Linked DNA regions of Mus musculus: all the other regions are linked to region 1. A link is a contact called in public HiChIP or PLAC-seq and promoter capture Hi-C data. All regions are on one chromosome and are shown on one strand. The core of a region is the stretch at or near the end of the contact, and the rest is flanking DNA. Distances in the headings are between cores, read along the strand shown. Region 1 holds the start of Dnajb5 (DnaJ heat shock protein family (Hsp40) member B5). Region 2 holds the start of Tmem8b (transmembrane protein 8B). Region 3 holds the start of Arhgef39 (Rho guanine nucleotide exchange factor (GEF) 39).

Region 1 (3,409 bases), core at 529-3,028:
AGCAGCAACAGGGTGCCCAGGGAACTCCAGCGGCTTCCAGGCAGAGGGCAGTGACCCAGCTTACCAGCCCACCCACCGTTTGTAGTCCTTCAATATCTCTTCCCCACCACAGCCAGCTTCCTCTCCGGCACCCACCTGCTAGCTGCTCTAGACCCATAATTCTCTTGCCTCTACAGACACAGGGCAAACTCTCAGGACCTGCCTCCTTTCCCTCCTTCTTTCCACCCTCCTTCCCTCTCCCTCCCCACAAGCCACGTGGTAGGATGACAAAGGAGCCCCAAGGCATGGCTCTGCCTTTGATGAAGAATGAGTATGTCAAGGTAGAGCTAGGGATGAAAGAAAAAATGAGGACAGATAGCAAGAGGGACCATCAAGTACAGGGAGGAGACAGGGTCTGACGGACAGGGATGAGAGATGACAAAAGGAAAAGGCTGAAGTGGACCACACGTTACTGATGGGTTGGGAGGGAGAACCTAAGAGCTGAAATATTGGAGATATTCGTGGAAACATGAGTTTGAGAGAGAGATGAATGACATGGGGTACAATTCATTCAAAAGTACAGGTGAGGTCAAGGGGACTCATGCACATACCGGGGGGAGATGAGGATGACAGGGAGGAAGGAAGGAGGCAATGCAGGGAATGGCTGATGTGGAGAATCTGACTTGGCATGGGTATGAGCGCCCTTCTCAGGAGGGACTTACCGAAACTTTACAAACCCATTCAGCGTCCACGCTCGAAGTTTTAAGGGCTCCAGCTGAATTTTAAACATCAAGCTGGCTAAGAAGTCTTCTCCCCAGAAGTGTGGGAAGCTCCGGAAAGCTCCTCGAGCCTGCAGTGGGGGTGCTGCTGGGGGTGGGCAGGACAGCACTGTGCGCTTAAACATGCCCAGCCAAGCCCCTCACCTCTGATCGCTCCACCGGAGCCTGCTTGGGACGCTGTAGCTCTGGAAGCCACCTCCTCAGATTCCCAGAGGCCGTGACCCAGCAAGGCCTGTATCGTGCCCAGGGAGCTGGACCCGGTCCCCAGGTGTAGAGTGCAGAGAGAGGATCCAGTGGCCACCTGCTCTCAGGTGCAGCAGTGTCTGGCTGAATGATGTGAGCGCCTGTTCGGCTGTGTGACAGTGAGGCTGGCAGTGACAGTGTGTAGTTGTTGAGTGGCAGCGTGTGTACCTGTGACAGGTGTGATAGTGAGGGCCTGAGAGTCAGTGAGCTCCTCTCGCCTCTCTGGGGAGGACCCAAGCCCAATCCCCAAGAACCTACTCAATGAAGTCACTGACGGGGAGTCTCCTCCCCCGCAGATGGGCGGGGAGGGGCGGGGCAGAGCCGAGCCTGGCCCGGACAAAAGGCGCGGCAGGGAGAGGAAGGAAGGGGGTTCGCGCGGGGGAGGGGGGTCGGTGATGTCACCCCAGCTGGCTGGCTGGCCTGCTCAGAAACGCCTCCGCCCGGCGCAACCCAATCCGACCCGACCCAACCCGACCCTTGTCGCAGATACCCAGCACCTGGCAGACCCCGAGCTCCCAGGCCCCTCACCCCTACGACAGAGGAGACTATGGGCCCACGGTGTCCCAACCCCCCATACCAGGACCTCTCTTCTCGACGCCCCACTCCCGGGACCCCCGAGTCCTCGCTCAGCGCCCTCACCGGTGAGGAGCTGCGGGCGCCGCCGCGGTCCTTCTATCAGCCGCTGCCCCCTCCCCCGGCTCCGGCTCCGCCGCCTCCACTCGGGACAGGAGTCGCCTGCCCGCCGGCCGCAGACAGCGGGACCGGGAGCCCGCCCCCACGGCTCCGCCTCCGCGCTTCCCATTGCCCGGTCTATCCGTCACTCAGCTCAGACTCTTCTGTGATTGGATACCTCTCAACGAGCGTCCGGGTGATAGCCACCTCTTCTCCGCCCCTGTCACCCGGCCACACGCGCACACATTCCGGGCAGTGATTGGTGTGGGTGTGATTGGTGCCCTCTGGGATCAATCAACCACACCTCTTCTCCATCTCGTCGTGTTATTGGTGAAAAGAACATAGGGAGGCAACTCCAGGCGCCCTTTGATTTTATTGGCTGGTCCCTGTGATTTCGACCCAAGCCAGTGTGGGCAACTATATTAGTCCAGTCTCCAGTATGAGAAGGTGAGACATTCTAGCCACCGCCTGAGTCCAGGGAGAACCTTCTGGAACGAGTGCAACCTCAAAGACAACCTATTAGGAAAGCTGCACTCATCAGTTGTTGGTGACACCAGGCATTCTTTCGAGTCGAAGGAGAGGCAAAGGCTCTGGATCAGTATCCAAAGCTCATCCCTTCTTACTCGTCTTCTATCAGATTGTGATCCAACTTGACCTGGCCTGGTTTAGCTTTCCCTTGTCTTGACCTGGGATTGACCTGCCATGGTTTAACTGTAACACAAAACAGAGCCGGATAGAGCTGAGATTCTAAGTGCCCCTGTGATTATCCTCTGCGCTAGTAACTGGTAACACCTTCCTGAGTCTCTGTCCAGATGCCCTCCATCTTCAGTCCTTTCACAGCGGCTCGCTTAGGAGCAGTGGCTTCTCAGCCACTTGGAGTCCACAGTGTCCAGTTCAACCTCGTTATAAACTAACCTTCCATCTTCTCCTCGCTGCCCGCCCCCCCCCCCCGTCCTTTTTCTTACCCCCTGTGATACCTGGTCTTCCCTCACACCAAATTTCTGCCCTGTTCTGTATCTTTTTACTTCCCCCTCCATCTCCCGCCTTTTGTCTTAATTCTTAATTCAATTCCCTGCTTCCATAGTCTGCAATCTCATAGCTCATAGTTCCCCCTTTAATCTTTTACCTCAGCTTTTCATGATCCTCTTTCTTAGCACCCTCATGCACTGTCATCTCTGGCCCCCCAGCCCCCTAGTAAATCATTAAATCTCAGCCCCAGTGTCCCCGATACTCGGAGCAGGCGGGCCTGCGGAGGCGGTCGCCAGCGGAAGCCGCCGCTCCAGCAGACACCGAGCTTGGCGCCCACGTTACTGTCTCCCAGGCCCATCTGTGCTGGAGGGAGCGGGGGGGGGGGGTGGATGGGGGTAATCTGGGGGTGAAGAGGGGGAGGGGGTTCTTGGGAGATTTGGTGACAAAGGCTTGAGAAAATTCTCTCACCTTATTCTTCGCCAGTTCTCAGGACCGGATTTAGATATCTATGAGGCCATGAAGAGCAGTTGGAACTGTAAACTGAGGCTTGGAGTACCTAGGCCCCAGAATAGGGCAGGAAAGGGGACTGGGTCTTTGGGGGTGGGGGGCAAGTTCTGCATATTCTTAACAACCCTTCTTTTCCCATTGTTCCACATGAACTCCCAAGTGCAAAGGAATTTGAGTTTAAAATAGAAAAAGGAGCTAGGGTGAAAAGAGGAGTTGGGCAGAGGGGCAAGGAAGGGGGTGTGGAGCCCGCAGTATGAGGA
Region 2 (3,409 bases), core at 637-3,136, 720 kb before region 1:
ACACATGCACCATTCCCAGGTCCCTGTTATACACACAAGTACACAGTCCCCACACGTCTCTGCAGGCCTACGACCCTCAGATGGCACTGATCTCAGGCTGTACACTGAGCAGACCCACTGAGATCATTGAAAACCCCTGCCACCCACAGCTGCAGCTAGCTGTTATTGCCAAAGACAGTTGGGACAATCTCTCGATACAGAGCCACTCAGCAAAGGTGGCTTGGGGCTAAGACCTTGAACACTAGCCATTTCCTGATGGGACCACCTCTGCCCCTTAAGCTAGGCCCCTCTCTGCTTCTCTCATTCTGACCATTAAGAGGCTGGGCGGCTCTACTAACCAGCCAAGGGGCTTCCTGAACTAGATACAAGTGAGAAACAGTTTATGAAAGAGATTATGCCTTGGGTCAATGGAGGAATACTTCAATCGGGTATTGTAGTCAGAGGAAGAGGGGAGGGAGACAACCACTATGTCACGGGAATTAGGAAACCTTTTTTTCTAGCTCCACTATTGCCATCTATGTAGAACACAACTTTGAACTGCTCCCTGCCTGAGCCTCAGTTTCCTCATCTGCAGAATTGTGCTGAGGTTCAGTCATGCTTTAAACGTATCAAAAACTATCCTTAGCCCAGCTATGATTGCTTAGGGAAAGACCCAGCACAAGAAGAAAGAGTAAATAACCCATGTCCATCTATATAATGCAACATATTGTCTTCAAAACTGCTTTTCAGCCCTTTTTTCTTTTAATGCGTGTTTGTTATCTCAAAGTTTTAGGCTACAGTGTCTCCATATCTCAGGTTACAATAAAAGCTTTTACTATGTCCTCTCCATAAAACTTTGGAAACAAAAGGAGCAAAGTCCCCAAGACTTCCCAGGGTAAGCCAGACTCAAGGAGTCAGGATGGACACCGGGAAAGGAGATCTCCATCTCTTGAGGACTATTAGCAACCTGCTGAACTACCTGAGAGTCCCTGCCTCACCACTCTTAAAGGCTGCAAATCCATCTCTTGTGTAAGCCCCCTTCTTGCTCTTCCCCTCCAACACACACACATTTCTTCCCCCAGTGACCGAGCTCACCAAGTCCCACCTCTCCCGACTCTTTCCAAGCTATCCCTCCCTGGAACCCCATCCGGTCTCAATCCTTTCCGCTTCTCCACTCACCAGCCCCTGGACCAAGGACAGAAAACAGCAACAGCAGCAATAGGGCTGGTGGCAGCTGGAGCCCAGACCTGAGTCGAGGCTGGGAGAGGGGTAGAGTATGAGAGAGGCGGGGACCCAGTGGAAGAGACTTGGGCAAACATAGAGATGGGGGCAAAGACTGGGCTTTTTTTGGGTGGCGCTGAACTGAGCACCGGGGCTCAAACAAGGGCAGAAGGTGTGATGGAAGGAGTGGGTGTGATGGAGATTGAAGCAAGGGCTGTGGCTGGGCCAGGGGCTTAAGCAAACGCGGGGAATGGGACAGGGTCAGATGCTGGGCTGGGAATTGTGACAAGGGGTGGAACAAGGGCCGAGGCGGAGATAGCGGCCAGGCTGGGGGCAGGGACCGGGGTTGAAGCGGGGACCTGGACCTGGACATTCGCTGGGACACCGGCCGGGGCCTGGACAGGTTTGGGAAGCGGGGCGAGGGCGTGGCCGGAGGCCAAGGCTGAAATTGGGATAGGATGAGGGGCCGGGACAAGGGCTGGGCCATGGCCCGGGGCGGGGGCGGGGCCGGCCAGGCCAGCACGGGACGCTCGTAGAGCTGACCCGCGGCTCCGCTCCCCACCCCCGGGGGGTGGCCTCTGGCGTCCTCGCGGGCTCGGGGCTGGGGCCGGGGCCGGGGCCGGGGCCGGGACCTGGGGAGGAGTTCAGGCCTGGGCGACTCCGGGCTGCGCTGAACCGGCGTTAACCAGGCCCCGCGGCGGCCGCGGCGTGACGCTCGCCTGACGCTCCGCCCCGCGCCCCATGCGATTGGCCGCTCTCAGCAAAGCCCGCCCCTACCCAATTCTATTGGCCTCTAACTGAAGCCTGCTGCGCTGCCTACCTTAGAGCCTCTGTCTCAAGCCTCACCGCCCGGCCCTGGGTCACCTCTCAGGTCCACATCTCCCAGTGAACGCGGCTCACATACTGTACAGAAACCTTCCAGAAATTCACAAAACCAGGCTCCTCTCGGGCCGTGTTCCTCCCATTCCTAGGTCTGCACAGCCTACAGAGAGACTCACTCAACTCTGATCCCAACTAGATCCAAAGCAGCCCTCTCAGGAAACCTCACCCACGCCCGGAGATGACGAGAAGACTTCTGTTGCCCTGGAGACTACTTGGCATTTCTGTTGCCCTGGGGATCGAAGCCTGTCCTGGGTTCTAGAGCGCATCCTTCATTGGCCCTGGACCTCTCTTCTTCCTTCCCTTTACTGCCTTTATCAACTGGGGCCAGAGTCCCTTTGCTAAGGTCTGCAGGTGCCTACGCCTTCCCAAACAAACTTAACAAGGCCTCTCAGTTAGCACCTACAGCCTGGCTCATCAACAGCAAAACCATTCCGTAGGTCAGAATCAATACTTCCCCCTCCAACCCAGGTAAAGATCCTGACCTAAGGACTTGGGATCACCAAGCCCAAGCAGAGAGGTAGGTAGTTTTTCAAACAGCCCTCCACCCCAGCCCTTTACCCTGCCACTTTTCCTAATACCATCTGTCCTTCCCCGCTCGTCCTCTACTTTTTGTCCGCGTTCTCACCCACTTTCTCGTCATCCTCCCTCTGCCCCTTTGCTAGTTTGCCCTGTAGAAAGACCCCAGGGAAAGTAATTACTTTTTTAAAAAACAAACCTTTAATTTTATTTTATGTGTATGGGTGTGTTTGCCTGCGTGTATATTTGTACACCACATGAGTACAGTGTCTGTGGAGGCTGGAAGAGAGGGTCAGAGCCCTTGGGACTAGAATTACGGGCGGTCGTGAGCAGCCATGTTGAGAATTAAACCCAGGTCTTCTGCTGAGAGATCGCTCTAATGAGCTTAAGATGCAATATCTCAAGGTAGCTAATACTGTCTCTGAGACACGGGACACACTACAGATCAGAGAAACACGTGAATCCTTAAGTAGCTCTTACAAATGATGATAGACTTGTACAGATGACAGGGTCTGTGTTGGAAGCCCGAGTGGTGGCACTGGCCTGTAATTTCAGTACCTGGGAAGTAGAGGCAGGAGAATTATTGCCAGTTTAAAGCCAGCTTGGTCCAAATTCTAGGCCAGCCAGGCCTATAGTGAGACCCTGTCTCAAAATACCAAGGGTTTTTGGGTGTAGCTCCATGATAGAGCACTTGCCAGCATATAAAAGCCTCCAGTTCATTCCTTAGCACCTGAAAGGGTCTGAGGTGGTGACAACAGACCTTGCCAGTCAGGGCCAAGAAACTTGGATGTCATCCATTAGGCTGGTTCAG
Region 3 (3,409 bases), core at 236-2,735, 560 kb before region 1:
AACTGTTCGTAAGCACTGTTTTCTTCTGGGCTCTCCTGCAGGGGTGAACACGGGATATAGTACAAGGCCAATTGATACCCATTTCTAGGACTACAGCTGGAAGCCTGGGCATGGGATGGGGTTCCCATAGTCTTTCCCCGTTCCTCACCTCTAAGGATGCTGGGGAATATACAATCTTATTCAAGTTCTATTACTCTTGCTTTGCAAATGAATTAGCAATGGCAAACTGAAGGGGAGAAAGTTTCCCAGGCTGCCTGGCCCTCAAGATCTAGGTCCATCGTTTCACTCATCACTATTTACACTCTCTCTCTCTCTCTCTCTCTCTCTCTCTCTCTCTCTCTCTCTCTCTCTCTCGCACACACACACACACACACACACACACACACGCCGTGGTTTCCTGAAGAAGACCATCATGTATGTTATACTTGTACTGCCTTTGCGTTCACTTTAATAACTCACGCCTGCCCGCCTGCTCCTGAGGAACTTCCCTGAACTTTGTGCTGTGAATGTCACACTGGTAAGTCTCATAGGCGTCCTCACTTCCTGGCTTCCTCCCACCTTGGAGTGTACGTTCTTGATTATTACAGGTACAAAGAGGTCACTGAATACTGCACTTCATGAAGGGGAAGTGAGGGGCCACAGAAGCAGCAGAGAAATGGCTCTTCCCAGGGCATAGCTTGTTGCTGTGGCACTCCCTAACTGGTCCATACTCCAGCCTTGCTCACGCTGACCTCTCTCTGTGCAGTATTCCTCCTTGTTTCCCATCAGTGAAAGATTTAAGTTTCGCCTCCTCTGTGGCCATTATTTTTTCCGTGTTCGTCACTTATGACTGTCAAGACAGCCTTCCTCCTAAAGGAAGCCTTGTGTTAGTCTGCTTCCTGGTTCCCTGCTGGTGCTGAGTGAATGAACAAAGGAGTGAATGGGGCTGAGAGCTAATTGACCAGCTTGCGCTTGTGCTTGGAATGGTGTCTCTGCTAGCCAGATGCATGAACCCACAGGACGTGAATGTCAAATAGGGTACCTGCAGAAAGGCAGCCAAAACTGCCAGGCCTCCTGGGCGGCCCAAGGCTTCATGAAGTTCGGAGAAAGCAGTACTGAGGTGCACCACGTGGATCTAGAGAGGATGGAAGGATCAGATAGTGGCCAGACCTCTGATCATACCCTCTTGCTTCTTCTTGGGACAGCCCAGTCCCCACCTCAGCAGGGAAACGGTGACCATTGACTGTGTGTTCTGAGCCTGGGTGATCTGAAGTTCCCCAGTGTAGATGCAACTGCAAGGCCCGGTATTCCTGCCCAGGTCCCAGAGCCATCTTCAGCCCCGGCGGCAGAGTCAGCTGTACTGCGTGGGGAGTGGCAAGTGAGAAGTCTACCCACACGTGAGCGTGAGCACCAGCAGAACTCCTAAGTGCACAGCTTGATTGCCACTCCCCTCCATAGGTCCCGCCCCAGACACCTCACCCGTGTGGCCATTGTTGGATAGGCTCAGTTCCGGGAGAGGCTGGAGCTCATAACCCAGAAGTTCCAGGGGTTGCAGAGTGCGGCAGAATGCGGTGCGCTCCAGGCGGATGTCTACCGGGGACTGAAAGCGGCCAGCACAGGCTGGGGACACCTGGGGCCAGAGTAGGGTGCCTGGGATGAGAGGAAAAGGTGCAAGAAGTCTAGCGATTTGGACAAGAACCGTTAGGATAAGTGAGGGGTGGAGTCAGGACGCTTGGGGTGGGAGGAAGGGGGGGCGCTCCAGGGACTGGCGTGGGGGAGTGCGGGGCGCGGGAGGGGGGCCATAGAGTAGGACCTGGGTCCAGTCTAGGGCTACTACTGGGAATGTTGGTGCGGCAGATCACCAGGGCTGGGCTCCCAGATTGGGTCTGTGTAGCCGGCCGTGTCTTACCTCCATAGCTCCAATGACTGTGGCCACCCCCTGCATAAATGAGAAGAATTAATAAGCCCACTCTTACAGCCCAGTCCCTTCCCAGTGCCCAGAATAAAAAAATATTCCCTCCCGCTCTGGCAGGGGGCCTCACAGCCCCGGATGTCTTACAAGAGTGTTGCACGTAATAGAAAGGAATGTAGCAAGGCTGGTGTGAAGCACAGTGGACTACCACCAGCTGGGACTCCGCCACCGCCACCATCACTGCAGGAGCCATCAGTAGCCCTACCGATAGTTTGCAAACTAGGGTCTGTAGGCACGGCTTCAGTTTGAGATCCAAATCATCGTTCTTTTTCCCTTACTCACCCACCTTCCCACTCATCTCTCTTTCCTGTCTAAAGTTCCTGGCTTAGAGCCAAGCACGGTGGCGCACACACCTGAAATCCCAGAACTCGGAGGAAGAAGAAGGTAAAGGGCAGAACTAGTTCAAGGCCAATCCGATCTACACAATAAGACCTTATCTCATCCTCCGCCCCCAGAGCAAACCAAAGTTCCTCCACCTGTCTTTTCCCACACCGCAAATCATAGGTGAGTAACGGCTGTGAGCTCCTTGTGTGTCTTCCAGGAGCCCCCTTCTCTTCCCTTTTCATCTCTCTGTCTCTGTCTCTCTGTGTCTGTCTCTGTCTGTCTGTCTCTCATTCTCTCTACCTCCCTCTCTTCACACACACACACACACACACACACACACACACTTATTTTCCCCCTCTGTCCATTCCCAGTTCTATTTCCTCTTTAATTTCCCCCTATTCTCGGCTTTTTTTTTCTTCTCTCCTTTTAGGGGGGAAAGACTACCTATTAGAGTATAATTGCCGAATGCTCTCAGCTAGCATTTCGGGGAAGAGAGGGGAGTGGGGGAGGACAAGGCATAAACTTACCTGAGCCTAGATTTGGAAGTTAATGACCACTTACCTTTTTCATCCCCGTGGGAACCTTGACTGTGCTCAGGAGCCTCGGGAGTCGATAGATCCTCTAACCCAAGGGACTCCTCCATCCTGTCTTCAGAATTAACTTCAGGTGGATCCTCCCCATCGGGTGGATCCGCCTCTTCAGGTGCATCCTCTTCACTGGGCAGAACATCCACGCCCAGCTCATCCTCCCCAGATGAACTGTCTCCCAAGGAGGGCTCCCCCTGCATCCCGGACAGGCCCTGGGGCTGAGCAGACACTTGGAGCAGCAGGAACAGCAGCAGCTGTGCAGTAGGGGCTGGGGTCGACAAAGGGGCCCAGGGGCTGGGGCCCAGGGAGGCCATGCAGCTGACTGGGGTGTCCCAGGACACACTGTGGACGGGCTGTACGTGCATCGGAAATAGGAGCTGGGTAGGGGAGGAGCAAGCCTTGAGGGGAGCAGGCTGACTCACAGTGCCCTTTTGTAGAGATGGAGCCAAAGTCCCACAGGTTCTGTCTGGCCCTATGCCCCCTCCCCGATATCAAAGCCTGGACATTGGTGCGGTAATGGGTAGGGTTGGGGTGAGGGGCAGGTGTG

The links. Promoter capture Hi-C pulls out the DNA fragments that hold promoters and counts their contacts. HiChIP or PLAC-seq counts read pairs in DNA pulled down with a chosen protein or histone mark.
Region 2: a promoter capture Hi-C map of pre-B cells shows a contact between it and region 1, with 2.5 times the contacts expected there. The contact joins the promoter of Tmem8b here to the promoter of Dnajb5 in region 1. A contact is called at or near these places in 2 of 39 promoter capture datasets (the C10 cell line and pre-B cells) and 3 of 484 Hi-C or Micro-C datasets (CD4 T cells, embryonic stem cells and regulatory T cells).
Region 3: an H3K4me3 HiChIP or PLAC-seq map of fetal liver shows a contact between it and region 1, with 7 times the contacts expected there. The contact joins the promoter of Arhgef39 here to the promoter of Dnajb5 in region 1. A contact is called at or near these places in 1 of 39 promoter capture datasets (the C10 cell line) and 1 of 115 datasets of contacts at active chromatin or transcription factors (fetal liver).

The regions. Positions count from the first base shown.
Region 1 is chr4:42,948,236-42,951,644 of GRCm38.p6, reverse strand. It overlaps Dnajb5 (DnaJ heat shock protein family (Hsp40) member B5), which reads right to left and starts at 1,778. Exons shown (of 5, transcript NM_001355438.1): 1 at 1,641-1,778; 2 at 702-1,169. The coding sequence starts at 883.
Region 2 is chr4:43,667,784-43,671,192 of GRCm38.p6, reverse strand. Tmem8b (transmembrane protein 8B) reads right to left here and starts at 1,886. Exons shown (of 13, transcript NM_001368840.1): 1 at 1,159-1,886. The coding sequence starts at 1,687. Fam221b (family with sequence similarity 221, member B) reads left to right here and starts at 2,334. Exons shown (of 7, transcript NM_175517.3): 1 at 2,334-2,599.
Region 3 is chr4:43,506,823-43,510,231 of GRCm38.p6, reverse strand. It overlaps Arhgef39 (Rho guanine nucleotide exchange factor (GEF) 39), which reads left to right and starts at 1,485. Exons shown (of 12, transcript NM_001013377.3): 1 at 1,485-1,647; 2 at 2,269-2,455. It overlaps Car9 (carbonic anhydrase 9), which reads right to left and starts at 3,206. Exons shown (of 11, transcript NM_139305.2): 1 at 2,837-3,206; 2 at 1,889-1,918; 3 at 1,459-1,629; 4 at 1,197-1,339; 5 at 1,022-1,114; 6 at 1-35. The coding sequence starts at 3,176.